Linked DNA regions of Xenopus laevis: region 2 is linked to region 1. The links are chromatin contacts, called in public Hi-C maps. All regions are on one chromosome and are shown on one strand. Each heading gives the region's core, a stretch centred on a gene start, on an enhancer-like site or on the middle of the called end of the contact. The rest is flanking DNA. Distances are from core to core; before and after follow the strand shown.

Region 1 (2,814 bases), core at 124-2,623:
GGAAATGGTTCGTATACTGTAGGGCTGCCCCCATGGAAATGCCTGGAGTGCCAGGGTAGGCTCAGCCTGAAGGCCAGTTAGGGTGTGATTTGGGGAGAATGCCTATTTGCTCTCCTAGATCCACTGGAAATTCCAGCTTGAAGGTCAGTTAAGGTGAGATTTGGGATGAACACTTATTTTCTGCCCTAGATATTCTTGGAAACCTTGTTATAGGCTAAGGGTTACTCTGTAACTCCAAGAGGAACTTGAAAAATTCTGAAGACCTCTCCTTTATGGTCTGCAGTGGTCAAAACACTACTTTTAGCCATTATTTACAGTTTAGAGCTATAATGGGAGTTTATTATGTTAGAGATATGTATCTGCTTACATTCTATGGCCCACAAGTTGGCTTGAAGAAGTACCTTGCTATGCCTGCCATATTTCTTTTATCTGTCCTATAGAAACAGTACTGATAGTGCATACTAATATGTCAAATATACAGCTAACCAGTTACTGGGCATCACATTATAGGTAACAATACACTAGGTTTCTGATGTGGGTGAGTGAGAGGTACTTGAGGTGCATGCCAAATATTGTAAATATATAAATTTTCACAAGAAAGTGACTAAAGATTACAGCACCCACCTGAGTACCCCTGTTTGCAGTTACAGATGACTTGTCTTGAACGGGGGTCTTGTTGACAGGATGCTGCGAAATGTCGCCCACTGGTGGGTCCCTCTGGGCAGGGGCAGGGACGGCAGTGATCCCCTGATCCGAGTACTGGGTTTCCAAAAAAGCCTGCAATGCATCTGTTGGGAAATGGATAAATGGGGAATTACTTGAATAAAAAAAATATATATTTGTATATGTTGTGTAGTTTGGTTTTCATACAGTAGAATATTTGTTATATTATATGATCATTTGCTGTACTGCCTAAAAACTAGGGGTTCCCCTGTCTAATGCTGAGCTTGTATTCCATTACTGGCCCCAATCAGCTGATCAAGCCCCAGTTACATCAGGTCATACCCCTAGACCTCAATAACGTAACTAGGGGGCGCGGGGCCCGGGTGCAGGCCATGCAGATGGGCCCGCCCAGAGAAGATTTTTCCGGCGGATTCACATTCATGCAAACAGCTGGCCTGAGGGGGTGCGGACCCTGGTGTAATTGCACCCTTTACACCCCTAGTAGTTCCATCACCGTCAAGGTCACACCCCTTGCTAGATTCTTGTAAGAGCTTTATAACAAAAGACATATTACATATAAGCCACTTCTTATCATCCTTATAGGTGCAAAAAAAGGTCCCATAAAATGCACTATTGGCACTTAACCCACCTCTCACATCTGTCTCCAGTGCTGTGGTCTCTGCAGTTCAGACACGCCCCTGTTCTCTGGTCGCACTCTTCCGAATGACTGTTGCACTGACACTGCCGGCAGTTCGGGAAGCCCCAGTGGCCAGGCTGGCAGCGGTCGCACCTGGAACCAAATGCTCCTGGCCGGCAAGGACACTGACCCGTGCGCTGGTCGCAGAAATTCTGGCTGGATCCCTCTTTATTGCACTCACAGACTGAAAGCACAAACAAGGCAAAATCATAAGCTGAATCTGTTTCTCTGTTTGAGCAAATCCTGGCTCGAAAATCTGGGGCTCATTTATGAATATACTATAAATTGCATCAATGTAATCACCAATAGTAATCTAATATTTACTTTCATTTTCTAACTTGTAGTATAGTGATCAAAGCTGAACACTGATTGATTAATAAGTTCCCCCTTCTTGGTGTTACTGGAGGCCCACCTAGCACCCATCAGTTTATTATTCTCATCTAATATCCCTTTAACCCTAGTATGTGGGATTCTAAGGTCCAGTAGGGGTTCTGGAGCATTAAGGGGTTCAAAATTGCTTTAACACCACCTACAGAGGATAGCCTGGATATTTCCACTGCATTTTGAGGGAAGCCTATGACTAAGTGCCCATAAGGCACGAAACGCGTAAGGTTACTGTTTTTGAGTTTATATTTGTTAAATAAAATACTTTTTTTTAACTGCATCAGCTATTGGAGTGAAGTCAGGTTTGTGCCAGCCCACTACTACATTATGAGGGAAGTGCAGGGTGCCACTCACAATTAATGGATGGCAAGCTGCATTGTGGGCAGAAAACATGGTGCTTTTAACCTATTTTTTACCACTTTCCACCTTGCTGCCCCTAAGTGAACCTGTTGGCCCATTCACATGAAAAGTCTTTGTTTAATATCTTCTTAAATCTAGGGCCCACTCATGTCTAAGGTCTGCCCTCCAAGTAGGCATGCCCCAGTAACAGTTTTTACAGGAATGGCATCTGTTAGCTGAAAGCCCATTATCCAGAAAGCTCTGAATTACAGGAAGGCCATTTCCCATAGACTCCATTTTATCAAATATTTTAAAAATAATTTCCTTTTTCTCTGTAATAACAAAACAGTACCTTGTATTTCATCCCAACTAAGATATAAATAATTATTTTTGGAAGCAAAACAATCGTATTGTGTTTAAATAATATTTAAATAATTTATTTAATAGACTTAAGGTATGGAAATCTAAATTACAGAAATCTCTAGAATCTGAGCATTCTGGATTAGTGATGTGTGAATTGTTTTGCCAGCCATGGATTTGTGGCAAAATTCCGCACTTCACCATCTGCTCATTTTTTTTCACAAAACTGCGGCAAAAATTTGCCACGACAAAAGAGTCGCCAAGACAAAAATGTCACGGAGACAAAAAAGTCGCACATTGACTTCAATGCCTTTCACAAATATTTTGCCGTCCACACATTTTACCATTGTTTCGCAAATCATTTAGTTGAA
Region 2 (2,814 bases), core at 160-2,659, 66 kb after region 1:
TTTTGAGTGATTTAGCTTTTTATTCAGCAGCTCTCCAGATTGCAGTCTGGTTGCTAGGGTCCAAATTACCCTAGCAACCATGCATTGATTTGAATAAGAGACTGGAATACGAAAAGGAGAGGAAAAAATAGAAAGATGAGTAATAAAAAGTAGCAATAACAATACATTTGTAGCCTTACAGAGCATTCGATTTTTAGATGGGGTCAGTGACCCCCATTTTAAAGCTGGAAAGCTGTAAATAATTCTAAAACTATAAAAAATAAAAAAATGAAGGCCAATTGAAAATTGGCTTAGATTTAGCTATAACATACTAAACATTAAGGGAACGGCGAACCACCCCTTGAAATCATTGCTGGCAGTTTAGGAAATGAACAGAAATGCTCCACCAAAGAAGACTTTTGCTTATCTGAGTACATACGACTAGGGATGCACCCAATCCAGGATTTGGTTCGGGATTCAGCCAGGATTTGGCCTTTTTCAGCAGGATTCGAATACTAATTTGCATATGCAAATTGGGGGCAGGGAGGGAATCACGTGACTTTTTGTCACAAAACAAGAAAGTAAAAAAAGTTTCCCCCTCCCAATATGCAAATTAGGATTTGGTTCAGTATTCGGCGGAATCTTTCACAAAGGATTCGGGGGGTTCAGCCGAATGCAAAATAGTGGGTTCGGTGCATCCCTACATATGACATCACCGTGATGTCACGCCTCAAACAGAGTGAAAGGAATACGGCGCTGCTAACAGAGGAGAGTAATTTTATCTCATTATATATTTTAGCGAGACATATAACTGTATCCTCCATAGCAAACACTACAGGGATTATCAGTCATTTCTGGACCTGTCCGACCAGTGCCTTCCCTTTGATTTATGTTGGATTGTGATGTCATAATACGTCTCCCCCCAATAACTATTTATAGAGGAGCTAAATATGTTCTACATCTGAAATACAAAAGCCACCTCCGTCTTCAACAACTTTAACCCCTTGCTGTGGTTTAGGTCTCTAGTACTAGACTTGCAGGGAAGGAGAATGTAATTCCAGCAGGTCCCCGAAGCAGCAGCAGTCAGAGCCTACAGCTTGCAGGGGATGCTGGGAGTTGTATTTCGGCAAGTTGAGTCTTGACTAAGAATCACTGCTCTGGGTTCCAGCACTTTCCTGCTGTGCTTCATGAGCCTGACAGACAGATATAAGAACTTAAAAGTGTCCGGTAACCCCCATATTGTGTGTCCCCTCCGTACTGCACCCCTACCTTTCAAAGAGGCTTCCTCCAAACTCCATCCACCTCCGAGCTGTCAGCTCTTCCAGCAGCAGTTGCATGTGAGCCTCCTCTGAAGTTATTTCCAGTGAGGGGGAAAGAGCAGTAGTGAGGGGGGAGCCAAGCTCTGAAGTGTAACTGGCAGTCAGGAGCCAGACAACTGGCAACACAAAGCGACAGAAAGCCCCGACTGTCTCTGGCACCTTGTGACACCGGCCAATGTAAGGGTGGGAATCATACACTCCTGTTACACACTCACTCACACTGCTCTGTTGACATTATAGCTACATCCATTACATTAAAGGGGAACTACACCCACAACACAAACTGTCCTTCTAAGTGACTCTCTCCAGTCATTAGAAGTTATTTGTGAATGTAATTGCTATTGAAAGCAACATTATGCCCTTTTGTTCTCTAGTTCCGAGTGCCACAGAAGGTAGTTTTCCCTCCAGGTCTGTTGATAAGCTGGCTTCTGCTACTTTGTTTTATAAGTCAGAACCAACAGTGCAGAGAAGTTTTTATAAAGGGGTATCAGAGGTAGGACCTACAGTTGGGCAAGCAAATGAATTATGTATAATTGAGACGGTATAAGACGAGAGATCCCTTAGGGGGGCTGTGCAAGGGACACAGGGGTGTCCACTGAGGCTGGAGGAAAGGAGGTTTCACCATCAGCATAGCAAAGTATTTGTGTTGGAGGACTTTAGAAATACCATACATAATACTTAGTAAACCCTAGGAATTGATAGCAGGCTAATTTGATACGGAGAGCAGGCCAGGGCAGATTATTGTGTCCTTTGGTGCCTTCTTATATAAATAGGGTCTACCCCCCCCCCACTCAAAAGAAAAGGTGGAGAATGCGACAGGAATGGGAGAACAAGTGTAAAAACAGACGCTGCTAAAATTACCCTCATAAAAAGATGAAATGTTCAAACAGTCAGACAGGGCTTTTCTGCAAAGCACCCGACTCGCTTTAGGCAAATATTATCGGTGCCAGGGTCAGAGGTGGGGCTATAGAAGAGGGGCCCCCAGACAATAGGGCCCTCGAAAATACTTTCGTAATTAAGGGCTGTTGCGCCTTCTTCAGCTCTCAAGAGGTTGGAACTCCCAGAATTTCTATATAGTCATCAACAATAGTCTATAGGATACTGGGAGTTGTAGCTCAGAAACAGTAGAACGCCCACCTGATTGAAAGGAGCAGTGAAGGAAATCTGGGGCTGCATTCTATTTAAATCAGGGGGGTCCATAGGTTGCACTTGTAGTCCCATCACATCCCAACAGCTTTTAGTCATCAGTGGGGTGCTGAGAGTTGTAGTTCAACACTTGTTAAATGCAAAGAAAACAGATATCATTGGAGTAAATAGTCAAACTGTCAGTTTTTTTCTCATTGTCCTCAATGCCATTTTATACTCATAGTTATACTCAATTTTATTCAGTTTATATGTAATAGTTAAATTTAAAGGCCAAGCAAACCCTTAGCCATCAGCTAACCTTTAGATTCACCTTTTTCAGAACCAGAGGGGCCCAGTCCAGTGCCACAGGGGGGCCACATAACAGCGCGGA

Evidence for each region. A called contact is a pair of places that touch in the nucleus more often than the background predicts.
Region 2: a Hi-C map of the XL177 cell line shows a contact between it and region 1, with 4 times the contacts expected there. The contact joins the promoter of lamb2.L here to the enhancer-like site in region 1. A contact is called at or near these places in 2 of 4 Hi-C or Micro-C datasets (the XL177 cell line and the XTC cell line).

Annotation. Positions count from the first base shown.
Region 1 is chr4L:138,163,413-138,166,226 of Xenopus_laevis_v10.1, forward strand. It overlaps lamb2.L (laminin subunit beta 2 L homeolog), which reads right to left. Exons shown (of 34, transcript NM_001094695.1): 20 at 1,313-1,544; 21 at 625-788. Among protein-coding and RNA genes, the nearest start is that of usp19.L, 28 kb to the left of the region's middle. Within about 2 kb of position 1,374, at least 1 of the 7 cell types and tissues checked has an H3K27ac peak or open chromatin away from gene starts, as enhancers often do.
Region 2 is chr4L:138,229,539-138,232,352 of Xenopus_laevis_v10.1, forward strand. It overlaps lamb2.L (laminin subunit beta 2 L homeolog), which reads right to left and starts at 1,410. Exons shown (of 34, transcript NM_001094695.1): 1 at 1,249-1,410.